Regions from separate parts of the Sus scrofa genome. Here region 2 is linked to region 1. A link is a contact called in public Hi-C data. All regions are on one chromosome and are shown on one strand. Each heading gives the region's core, a stretch centred on a gene start, on an enhancer-like site or on the middle of the called end of the contact. The rest is flanking DNA. Distances are from core to core; before and after follow the strand shown. Region 1 overlaps LOC106510680 (a long non-coding RNA gene). Region 2 overlaps LOC106510680 (a long non-coding RNA gene).

Evidence for each region. Hi-C and Micro-C count contacts between places; a contact is called where the count stands out from the background.
Region 2: a contact with region 1 is called in a Hi-C map of omental adipose tissue, with 1.8 times the contacts expected there. The contact joins two enhancer-like sites. A contact is called at or near these places in 4 of 47 Hi-C or Micro-C datasets (alveolar macrophages, heart right ventricle, omental adipose tissue and 1 more).

The regions. Positions count from the first base shown.
Region 1 is chr6:107,704,580-107,710,555 of Sscrofa11.1, forward strand. All of the region lies in intron 3 of LOC106510680 (a long non-coding RNA gene), which reads right to left. Among named protein-coding and RNA genes, the nearest start is that of RBBP8, 220 kb to the right of the region's middle. Within about 2 kb of position 2,627, at least 1 of the 83 cell types and tissues checked has an H3K27ac peak or open chromatin away from gene starts, as enhancers often do. A contact at or near this core is called in omental adipose tissue, where this site is marked.
Region 2 is chr6:107,770,040-107,776,015 of Sscrofa11.1, forward strand. The region is part of intron 2 of LOC106510680 (a long non-coding RNA gene); the gene reads right to left. Among named protein-coding and RNA genes, the nearest start is that of RBBP8, 150 kb to the right of the region's middle. Within about 2 kb of position 3,307, at least 2 of the 83 cell types and tissues checked have an H3K27ac peak or open chromatin away from gene starts, as enhancers often do. A contact at or near this core is called in omental adipose tissue, where this site is marked.

The DNA of each region.
Region 1 (5,976 bases), core at 1,377-3,876:
TACCAGCAAATGTGCCCTCCAGCTGGTTGCCCTAGGCTGGGACCCAGATGGAAGCCCAGAAAATAAAAACAAAAGCAAAACAAAGGGAAGCTCTCTTGGCTTCTTTTCATGGGTACAAAATAGGGTGGGGATGAGAAGGTAGCCAAGCAGAGAAGAATGATGAAAGAGAAGTTATTGTGTAAGAGATTGTAATGTGTATGAGCAGATTATTGCTTGTATCTGTATGAAGTTTTCCTGTCAAAACAATGACAAATTTAGTTCATTTCAAGTTATTCGTATCCTTGGGTTTTTGCTTTGTCTTGTTTTGTTTCATTTTGTTTTAAGGTGGGAAAGGAATAGCAACAGGGATATCACAAAGAGAAGGGAGAAATTATACAATACAGAGGCAGGCTGGGCTTCCCTGCACCACTGCAGAGGCACGTCCCACTGCATTCCTCTGGGCGTGATCGACTGGCCAGATGAAGAGCTTCAAGGTCATCAAAGGAAGGAGAAATGAGGAGTTGCCTGAATTTGTGTTGATTGGTGTATTGCACAGAGCAAGGATGAAACGCAAAACTCAAAGGGAAAAGGCAAAGCAGATGAGGAATTATATTCCTGAAGAAACCGTGCAGCTTGAGAACTGTGAAATGTCATTGGCAGGTAGCCCATTCCCTTTAAGAAAATGTGAAGTATGTGCACTGCAGACAAAGGGGACCCACTGTAAACATGGCTCAATAACTCTTTCAAATGAGAGAGAGGGTTAGTATTTACCTTTCAGAGACGTTGGGTCACCCTGATTTACACTGAAAGAAGGAAATGTCTCTAACACCTTAAATCTTGAGTGCATGCCACATACCACAAAACCAAAATATGGCTGATAATGGGCACAGCAGTCACTGAAAGGTAACCAACTGAGCATACGCATTCATGTGGGTAGTATGTTCTGATGACTCTAATTTATGCCCCTTTCCCAGACATCAGAGTGTATCCCTCTGTTTAAAATGTAAATATACTAATAGAATTAGACTCTTTCTCAACTTCCAAATCCAAAATGAAAAGTGGGTGAGAATTTTCTGTCCACCCCCCACACCTGCTCCCCATCTACACAGAGACAACCTGAAGAGCTAACAGTGTTTTAAAGACTTCAATCAGATTCTCCTAGAAAAATAACCATTGGGCATGGCCAGAGATGGGATTCTGGAATATGTCTGACAGTGCAGTCTATAGGACTCTTTATTGGGAGAGAGCAAGTTAGGAGGGAGAAAAAAAATTAACAGAGGATTTAAAAGTCAATAGATAAGATGACTGGTCAATAAAATCTGGTACAGCCATACAGCTGAACGCTATTCAGCAAACTAAACAGGAATAAAATACTAATACAAGCTACGATATCCCAAGTGAGAGAAGCCACGCCAAAAAACCCTATAATGTATGATTCCATTTATATGAAAGGTTCTGCAAAGGTAAACCAATAGAGACAGAAGGTAAAACAGTATTTGCCTGGGGCCGAGGCTTGGAATGGGGATTAACTGAAAATGGGAGTATGGGACCTTACTGGAGCGATGGGAATGTTCTGTGACTAGATGATGGGGATGATTACACAACTTGGTAAATTTATGAAAAATCATGAATTGCATGCCTTAATTGGGTGAATTTAATGGCATGTAAATTGTAGCTTGATCAAGTAGTTTGGTTATTTAATTAAATTAGTGACTGCTTCAATTTGATAGAAGCAGTCACTAATTTGATATTCTAAGAGTTTAAGAAAAGACGGAGTTCCCATAGTGGTGCAGTGGAAACGAATCCGACAAGGAACCATGAGGTTGCGGGTTTGATCCCTGGCCTCGCTCAGTGGATTAAGGATCCGGTGTTGCCATGAGCTGTGGTGTAGGTCGCAGACGCAGCTCAGGTCTGGTGTTACTGTGGCTGTGGCAGAGGCCAGCAGCAAGAGCTTTGATTAGACCGCTAGCCTGGGAACCTCCATATGCTGCAGGTGCAGGCCTCAAAAGACAAAAGACAAAAAAAAAAAAAAAAAAAAAAAAAAAAAAGAAAGAAAGAAAGAAAGAAAAGAAAGTTTTTTTTTAATGAAAATATATGAAAGAGCTTAAATGGGATAAGAGAAAAGAAGAAGTATCCAAAAGAGTTAGACAGTGTGCAGATAGACTTATTTTCTCTAGAAAACCAACTTCCAAATAAAGGTCTATGCAAGAGAAAGCAGCTTTAGAGAGAACCCAAGTCCTCAAGGGAAGGAAGAGAAGTCTAGGTAAAAACGAAATACCAAAACCAAAAATTTATCCCTTAATATATCACAATAACATCCTCCATTTATGCACATATTTTTCCCATGTACTACCACCACTCTTTACACACACACACACACACACACACACATGTTAGAAACTACACACACAGGAGTAGGAGACACTGGTGAGTGGAGGGACACATCTTCAATTGGTCAATATATAAAATGCAGTCCTCTGTGCATGGCACTTTACTGCAATGACAGCTCAGCTGGCACATGACTCTTCTGTGTCATAAAGGATACGTGTAGAACCAAAACCACCAACTAGAATGTTTCCACTAGCCATACCGGTTGGTCTGATCTCTTGGACGAAGCTTCCTTCAGACCTTAAGATTCAGGAGTTACTCCAAGGGGTGGAGTCCATGTATCTACCCCCTCAGCAGCAGGCTTAGGACAAAGGCTCAGTAAACATCTGTCAGATTTACATTTGAAAAGGAAAGGAGGGAAGAGAGGGAGGAAGGCAGAAAAGAAGAAAGGAGAGAAGACAACAACCTTTGAAAACAGAAAAACAACAATTAAAGGGGTAGAAAAATAGCATTAATTCTATTTTACAGTTAGTTTGTGTGAGGAGCTGGGGAAGCTAAGGGATGATAACTGTTGTCACGTTTTTAAAAGAATTGTTATGAAGAAATAACTATTCTAATCCTCCAAAGAGCAGAAATTACAAGAAAAAGAAACTTGAATTAGCCACAAAGCAAGCTTATCAAGAAAGGTAACTCTGATTCCTAAAAGAGCTCACATGCCATTCATCCCTATGGATGTCTAAGAAGGCAATTATTATTTTTCTCAGCTGGAGTAAATATAGACCTGTCCAAGACAAGAAGTTGAATCAGGAACAACTTCTGCTCCCTTCCTGATCTCTGATTTTATTCAATTTTCTATTGCTTATCTTCTAAATGTTCTTGTAATAACCTGCCCTCTTGCTAACACCTTCTTGTAAATGAGATGCCTATCTAGGTTTATCCCAGCTAAATAAACTGAATTCAATAAAACCCATCCTGGGTTATCCTCCAGGAGAGTTATTACTCCACTAACATGCTACTGTTGCTACCGTTACCTAATGCTTTAACTTCTCCTTTAGGCTTGAGTTATGCTACGTTGTTGTATATCTAAGATAAGAGGCTGTCTGGAGTCTGTTCAATGTTATCGCATAACATACAGTGACTTTTTTATTGAAGGCACTCCATGAGTACCTCTGCACTGATGCAGGTTTTATTGAAACTAATTCAGATTGTGTGTGTGTACACATTCATGTAATATACATATATATTTATATATATTTTTTAAATAAATGCTGAACTGAAAACAATCATGATGTTACTCTTCACAGTTAGATAATAATCTGCTTAATCTGTCAGATCGGTATACCCTGTGTTTAGTCTAGTTTAAAGCTTAAAGTGGGGACCCTGGTCTCTTAAATACACACCAGCACAGTAGGAGTTTGCTGTCTGTCCATGCTGACCAACCCAATCTCTGCCCAATATCTGTCACTTCAGATCTCTGAAGATGCAACAATTCCCAACCATAAGTCCCCAGACCTCTAGGCTTTCACAAAATTAAAAATGGGGTGTTCAGCTAGAGTGTCCATGTTTCAAAAACCTTAATGGAAATTTTACATCTCCCACAAAGGCTGCAATAGCTAAATGGTCCCCCTTCTTTGGTTTTGAGTTTTACCAAGTCCTTTGAATAATCCTGATTGTCTCATATTTATCAGGAACTCTGGTTAGCATCATACATGATTTTGATAAATCAATTATTGGGGATTAATTATTCCTTAAAACTGTAGTTTGAAAGAAGAAAAATATTGGAAAACATGAAACTCAAAAAAGAAAAATTACATAAGCTCCTTAATGACAAAAAGGTTGGTATCCCTATCATGAAAATAGCATCCAGTAACATGAGAGCACTGACCTGAGAATCATCATTTATGGAATGAAGTTATATCCAGACTTCTTATGAAATAAAGTCCAACTGAAAAAAAAAAAGAAAAATACATACCATACTCCGTCCACTTCCTGCCCTATTATTCAGGGCTCTAATGCAACGTGGATTTAGAAAATTTTACAATTTCTTTATTACACAGATGCAGATTTATGAGGCAGCCAGAGAAATATTCTACATCTTTTTCTCATGCCCATAGTCTTACATGCATTCAGAGAACACAACTTCTAGGGAAAAAATTGTGCAATATGTAAGGTGGAAAATCAGTGTTGGCATTTTTGTGCTTCCAACCAAGGGCAAAGATGGGAAAAACTTCTCTAGCTTTTTTCTGAGGGTAGGTGTTTGTGTACTCCATCACTTCTGAGTATTGAAGAAACATAAGAGTAAGAAAAGATACCACTTTAATAAAGCAAACTTGGCACAGGAGAATGCCTGCTAGAAACTGGAAATTGGACCAGTAGCCACTGAAAAGTTGCCCTCTAAGCTGTAAATCAAATAAGAGAATGTGACCATTACATGATACAAAAAGGTTGAAAACAAGAAAATCTATAGAGTGGAAAATTATTCAGCCATAAAAAGGAATGAAATACTGATCCACACTACAAAATGGATGATTGTTGGAAACATTAGGCTAAGTTAAAGAAACCAGATGCAAAATATCACATATTATATTATTCTATTTATATAAAATATTCAGAAAAGGTAAATCTATATACAGAAGTAGAATCATGGCTTCCTGGGACTAGGAATTGATGGGAATGGGAAGTGACTGCAAATGGGTACAAGAGATATTTCTGGAATGATGCAAATGTTCTGTCTTTGGAGTTGTGGTAAGGGTGGCAGAACTCTTAAAATCATTAAGTTGTACACCTAAAATGAATGAATATTAAAGTATATGTTACACTTCAATAAAGTTGTTAAAATATTTTTAAATTTCTTGAATCATATGACATGTTCACCGCTATATCCTCAGCACTTGACACAGTTCCTATCATATAGTAGGTGACTTACAGAAAGCCTACGCATACATGTTGAAAAGATTCATTATATTCCCAGAAAAGATTAAAATTATGAAGCCCGAATCTAGATACTCCATTTTTTTTTAAATAATATATTGGAGTTCCCATTGTATCTCAGCAGGTTATGAACCTGACTAGTATCCATGAGGATGCAGGTTTGATCCCTGGCCTCGATCAGTGGGTTAAGGATCTGGTGTTGCCATGAGCTGTGGTATAGGTTGCAGATGCAGCTCAGATCCCTCATTGCTGTGGCTGTGGTGTAGGCTGGCAGCTGTAGCTCCAATTCAACCCCTAATCTGGGAACTTCCTTGTGCTGCACATACAGCCCTAAAAAGCAAAACAAAACAAAGCAAAAGAAAAAGAAAGAAAGGTACCACAATAATCGCAAAATATTGTTATTATCACTTTAAAAGTTATCACTGGAGAGTGGTCCAAAAATGCAAATAATAATATCGTGCAGAAGAACTGCTACTTAAATTCAAAGAAAAAAATTATAAAGAATTTATAAAGGGTACCCTAATTTTTTTGATGTGACAGTAAATTTCAGAAGATAATAGGGAAACATATTTAAAATTTGGAAGGGAAAAGAGGGATCTCAAACATTTTCTCCCCCAGCTAACTCATCCTTCATAAAACATTTTCAAATGTGAAGAGCTTAAAAAATACATATCAACTATATATGCCTCTTGAAAATGTTATTTAATATTATATCAAATAGTACAGGCTAAATTAAGC
Region 2 (5,976 bases), core at 2,057-4,556, 66 kb after region 1:
AAGAACCTGACATAGTATATATGAGGATGCAGGTTCAATCCCTGGCCTCGCTGCGTGGGTTAAGGATCGGATCGGTATTGCCATGAGCTGCAGTGTAGGTTAAGATGCAGCTCGGATCTGGTGTTGCTGTGGCTGTGGTGTCAGCCTGCAGCTGCAGCTCCAATTTGACCCCTAGCCTGGGAACCTCCATGTGCTGTGGATACAGCCCTGAAATGAAAATAAATAAGAACAGCCTTAAACATTGAATTTGATTTAAATTTACTTTTTAATGTAATTACAAATATATTTATATAATTAATATAAATATTATACAAATATGTGTGCAAATATTTACTAATTATAGAAACATTGGCACTTTATTATCAGAGATAAGTTACTTAAGATCAGGACAGTTGATGTAAAGCAGAACTGGGGAGGCCTGAGCTGTCTTCCAAAACCTTTGGTTTTCCACCTGACATTGTTTCTTTTTATGTCTGCTCTGAACAAAATCGTTAAGTAGATGAAACATATTTTGATGTCTCCCACATCTTATGTTTGGAGTCCCCCCCTCTCAAACTCTGACACCCACAGCCCTGACTCCTGACTCCCAAGGACTTCTGCAGAGCAATCCTACAGCACTGCCCCATACTTCACAGCTTTACTTTGTCCAACAAAATTTGCCTGTCCACCGCTTTGTTTCCTAGGACTCTGTTCTCTGCTGTGTGAATATGAGCACTCATGATCAATGTGTTATTTCTCTCCTGGCCACATACTGCATTTTAACAGGCACTTTCCAGAGTTTGTCTTAATTAAAGGAGTTCCTAGGAGGCAGCAGATATCTTTGGTTGGGTAAAGCCTGAAATCTCACTCTATATACTTTTCCTATCAGTAGAGTTTGCTTTTTAGTACTTTGTCCTTTCCCTTATTAGGCCTTTAATAACATAAAGGCCTAGTCCCTGAGAAATGTTTAACTTTTAACTGAATACACACACATGCAGAATCCGGTAGAATACACTTATGAGTTCTTTACTTCTGACATGATACCCATTGTAACCCACATAGAGTTTCACTAGCATGTGGAGCGGCTCCTCTGTCTTATTAAGCTCATTCTACCAGCTTCTCCAACTTCCTTCTTTATCTGGGGGGCCAACACTTGGTCACCATGTCCCCATCCTTCAAGGAGTTTTCCCCTTCTGCAAAATCTCTCTTTATTTTCTACTACCATGAGCCTCTTGGTCTCTTAAGAACCTCCAATTCTCCACCCACACCAATCCTGGGAATTCTTTTTTCACTTTGATCTTCAGAATATTTTTGTCAGTCATTTCCGTCTATCTGATTTTGCATTTTTCCTAGATAGATCTAGATAAGACTTCCACTCGTGAAAACAGAGGAAGAAATGGAAAACAAATTCTATTAGGGTCACTTATCGTCAAGATAATCACACTTTCACATCACCAAGAAAGACTGCACAATTCCCCTATGTTTTTAGACTGAAAAAGTCTTTGTCTCCTTTCCCTAGCTGAAGTTGCTCTAATTTGAGATGTACATGACTTCAGAAGGGAGATAGACATAGCCCATGCTTCCTAGAAGGAGAGGGAGGGGAAAAACCAATATTGTCACATTCATTCAATGATTTTGCAAATATTATTGGTCACTTTTGCCAAGCAGTAGGCCTAAGGAGTAAGCCAGACATGGTTCCCTGCCTTCCAGGAGCTTCTGATCTAAATCTTAGGGCTAGACAGGCTTTAAAGACTTCTTCATTCAGTGGCTCCCAAATGATCTACTAAAGATCATTAATATTCTATGCAATGTTAATTGCTGTTTCTTGGGTGCAGTGAAGGGAAGAATTGTGTTCAATGATTAAATTAAGTTTGAAATGGCAGGTTAAACAACGTTAAGCCAGTTTCCTCACTTCAGACCTTTAATATACTAACATACATGTGACTCTCTGAGGCGGAAGGGGAGGGGATGAGACACAATAAAATAATTTGTTTTCCTCAAACTTATTCAACACAAATCCTTTTTGAAGAGTATCCATTAACATCAACTATTGACAAGACATATTCCTGTAATGTTTCCAAGATCCAAGTGCAAATGCTTCTTTCTACACATGAGGAAACTAAAGTGGCCAAGAATGGTGAGGGGCAGAGCCAAGACAATACTGGGTCTCCTTATTATTCCCATCATCTTTTGACTGTTCCATACTGTTTCTACTGTCTTCTCTCATCCTCTGGCAAAACATAAAACATCAATGTTTCTTCCTTCTTCTGTCCTTCCTCTCAGGTAATTGTCATAGTACTTGTCTTTTCACTTGTTTGCTGAGTTTTTCTCTGCTGTTTATAACATTGGGTCTTAAGCTCTTATATGAAAACAGTCAGTCTTACAGACAATGAAATAATAGACAACTTGTGCTCAGTAAATGCTTGTAGCCAGAAGATAATGACAATATCCATAGACACTCTCCCCCAGCCTCATTTAGATATTCTTTCTAATAGAGACCATCCCTATCCCAGTTAAGAACCAATGCAGCATACTGTCCGCAATAATAATATCTTCCCTGCAAGGGGTTACTCTTGATATAGTGCCTTAAAAGTTCCATTTACAAGTTTTAGATTGATTTTTCCTACTTATACAAGAGATTTCATAATTATTAATAGATAAGATTCACACATGATTAAGTGCTGGACAGAATGTACAGAATATTCAGCTTCTCACATGGGACAGGTTGTATGTGAGAATTTTGTGCAACTTGGACTTCTTTGTATGTGTATCATTACAAAGTCTACATAACTACAAACTAGGTCATATGGATATGATGTTAGATTTTGGAAATTTAAGGGGGGAGAAAAAAAATTCTCCACAATCTCAATCTAAAAGATATCCATGTCCCTAACAAGCAAGTAGGGGCTACTATGCTGCCACCTTGTGGTAAGTATGCATAAGTGCCAATTAAATAAATACAGCGACCCTTTTCAGTGAATTATTACATAAGGCCTCAAAGAAGAAAATACTTGTATCAAAGCATTATTCAAAAAAATTAAACATTTTACCATTAATTAAGTAGCTATTTATATATTATATATTATTTGATGCCTTAAATTAATTTTTAGGTAATAATCAAAAAGGAAATGGTCACCACTGAGCACTTACTTACACGTGTGACCCACCCACCCTATGGAAGAATTTTCAGGCTTGTGCTGGATAAAGAAGGGAACACACATCAGTGAGCTATGAAGCAAGCTCTACTTGGTTATATTAGGAGGTGTAGCCTCAGAGAGTAACTTTAGTTGTTTGACCTCTGTGTATTACCTGCTGAGAGAACAAGGCTGATCCAGTCTTTGGGGATCTGGTAAGTTGAGATTGGCCATCTGTTTGCAGGGCGTTCCCACCATGGCTCAGTGGAAATGAATACAACTAGTATCCATCAGAATTCAGGTTCAATCCCCAGCCTTACTTAGTGGGTTGGGGATCCAGCATTGCTGCTGTGAGCTGTAGTGTAGGTCAAAGTTGTGGCTTGGATCCCAAGTTGCTGTGGCTGCAGTGTATGATGGTAGCTGTAGCTCTGATTAGACCCCTAGCCTAGGAACTCCATATGTCGCGAGTGCAGACCTAAAAAGCAAAAAAAAAAAAAAATCTGCTTGCGTGTAGTCTGATGGGCCCCATGCGAGAGCAAAATGCAAGGGGCTGAGATGTTCTACTGAGGAGAGATAACAAAGGCTATCTCCTCACTTCTTGACAACCAGCCCCCTTCCTACAGGGCAAGAGAGTCACCCAGAACCAGATCAAGACAATATCTGTCCGTTCATTCTTTTATTTAACCAGTAATTATTCATTCACCCAATAATTATTAAGCATCTACCATGTGCTGGACACTCGCTAAATGAAGGGGATAGAATGGTGAGAAATGGTCTAGTGGTTAGACACAGCCTCTGCTCTCATGGATTTCACAGAGCACTAACTAGACTTGGACAAAGTGAGGATCAATGAAAAGTGATAATTGTACATGTGCTGTCATTCTTGCCCTCCAACCACCCCTGAGGGAACTTAGGTTCTGAGAGAGAAGGGAGCAATGACACTCAAAAGAGCTAGCAAAATAAGCATTTGACACTCAAGAGACTCTCCATGTTAGAGGCTCATTGAAAGATCATAGTTAGGGGTTTATCCCACCGGACAGATGAGTTTGTAGTATCAGCTAGAAGATATAGACAAAACCCAATCAACGCCTCCAGGTACTTCAATTTTCATTGCAGAACAAGACACACATGAAAATTTAATAAACAGGAGAGATCACAAAACAGCTTACAATAAAATGCTAAAGGAATGGTATAGCAGTCAAGGACTGGATGGAGGCAGCAAATCTGTCATGAGTTGGGCCTTATAGAGGAGCAGGGGTTGGCTAGGTGGACAGGAAGGGATGGGATACAGGAAAATCACCTTAGGTGGCAGAAATATCAGGGAGCAATGGGGGTGAGATGTGACTGCTAATGTACACTGAAGACCATGGAAGGAGGTTGAGACTCCTAGGGCCTGGCTAATGAGTCCATTTTCCCAAGTATAAGTAAAAATTTACAATTTTTAGGGGTTTATCCCACCGGACAGATGAGTTTGTAGTATCAGCATAGCTGATACTGTTCTAGAAGATATAGACAAAATATCTAGAGTGAGTTCTAGTCTGAGTTTCTCCTGCGTTCCCTCCAAGGCTTTGAGGCAGATCTAGCTAGCCAGGTGAGCAGGAAATTGTCACCAAATAATAAGATCATCCAATTAGAGCCAGAAATGGGTGGAAAAAGGCAAAGATCTATTTCCATTAAGTCTCCTGGCTTGTCTCCCCTGTCAAGGCTTCTGGTCTTGACCTGAAGGAAGAGCCTGCCTTTTCTCTTCAGGAAGCAAGTTCTGGACATCTGTCACATCAGAAGGGGGATGACAGCTTCTGGGAGAAGCTCTCAGAGTAGAAACCATAGGGCCTATATCTCGGCTGAGGCGTGACCAAATCTGCAGTAAGGAAGAGAGCTGAGAAAGATCCATGAAGTTCCCAGGACACTCACACATTCAGAGGCACCTGGAAAACCAACTCATCAACATCATCCACCTTCCTAACCTTCTGTGGGTATCTCCTGAGTTCCTGTCCGCTCACTCTTAAGTAACCCGCACATTAGCAAGCTTCCCTCTGTTCATTCCTTGTTATCTGAGTCACATCAGGTTAAGGTGTATTCCTTTGCACTCCATTATTCAATATCTACATTTTGAGAATTCAAACTTACAAAAGTATTTGTTAGTCTATAAATCCTTAGTCTTGACATATGGTCAATTACAGCTTTAAGTTATAGGATAGGGATCTGCAAACTACAGCCTATGGGCCAAATCCGACCTGCTGCCTATTTTTATGAATAAGGCTTGATTGGAATGCAACAATGCCCATCATTCTGTGACAATAGTCTATGGATATCCAAGGATGTTTCCATACTACAATGGCAGATTTGAGTGTTTGTGACAGTGACAACATGGCCCATAAAGGCTAAAAAAAAATTTTTTTTTAGGGCCTCACCCACAGCATATGGAGGTTCCCAGGCTAGTGGTCTAATCAGAGCTGTAGCTGCCGACCTATGCCACAGCCACAGCAACATCAGATCTGAGCCGCATCTGCGACCTACACCAGAGCTCATGGCAACACCGGATCCTTAACCCACTGAGCAAGCCAGGGATTGAACCCGCAAATTCATGGTTCCTAGTCGGATTCATTTCTGCTGCGCCACAACGGGAACTCCCAAGGCTAAAATATTTTTAATCTTGGCCTTTACAAAAGAAATTGCTGACCTCTGGCATAAAACAGATATAATTACTTATAAGACTGAGGTTCAGACTTACTGGCCAAGGTCTTATAATCTCTCAGAATCTCAGTTTATCACCTCAAAAATTAGAATGAAAACGCCTGCTTTGTCTATCTCATGACACTTCAGTGAGGAGCAAATGAAAGAACACATTAGTATTTATAAACCT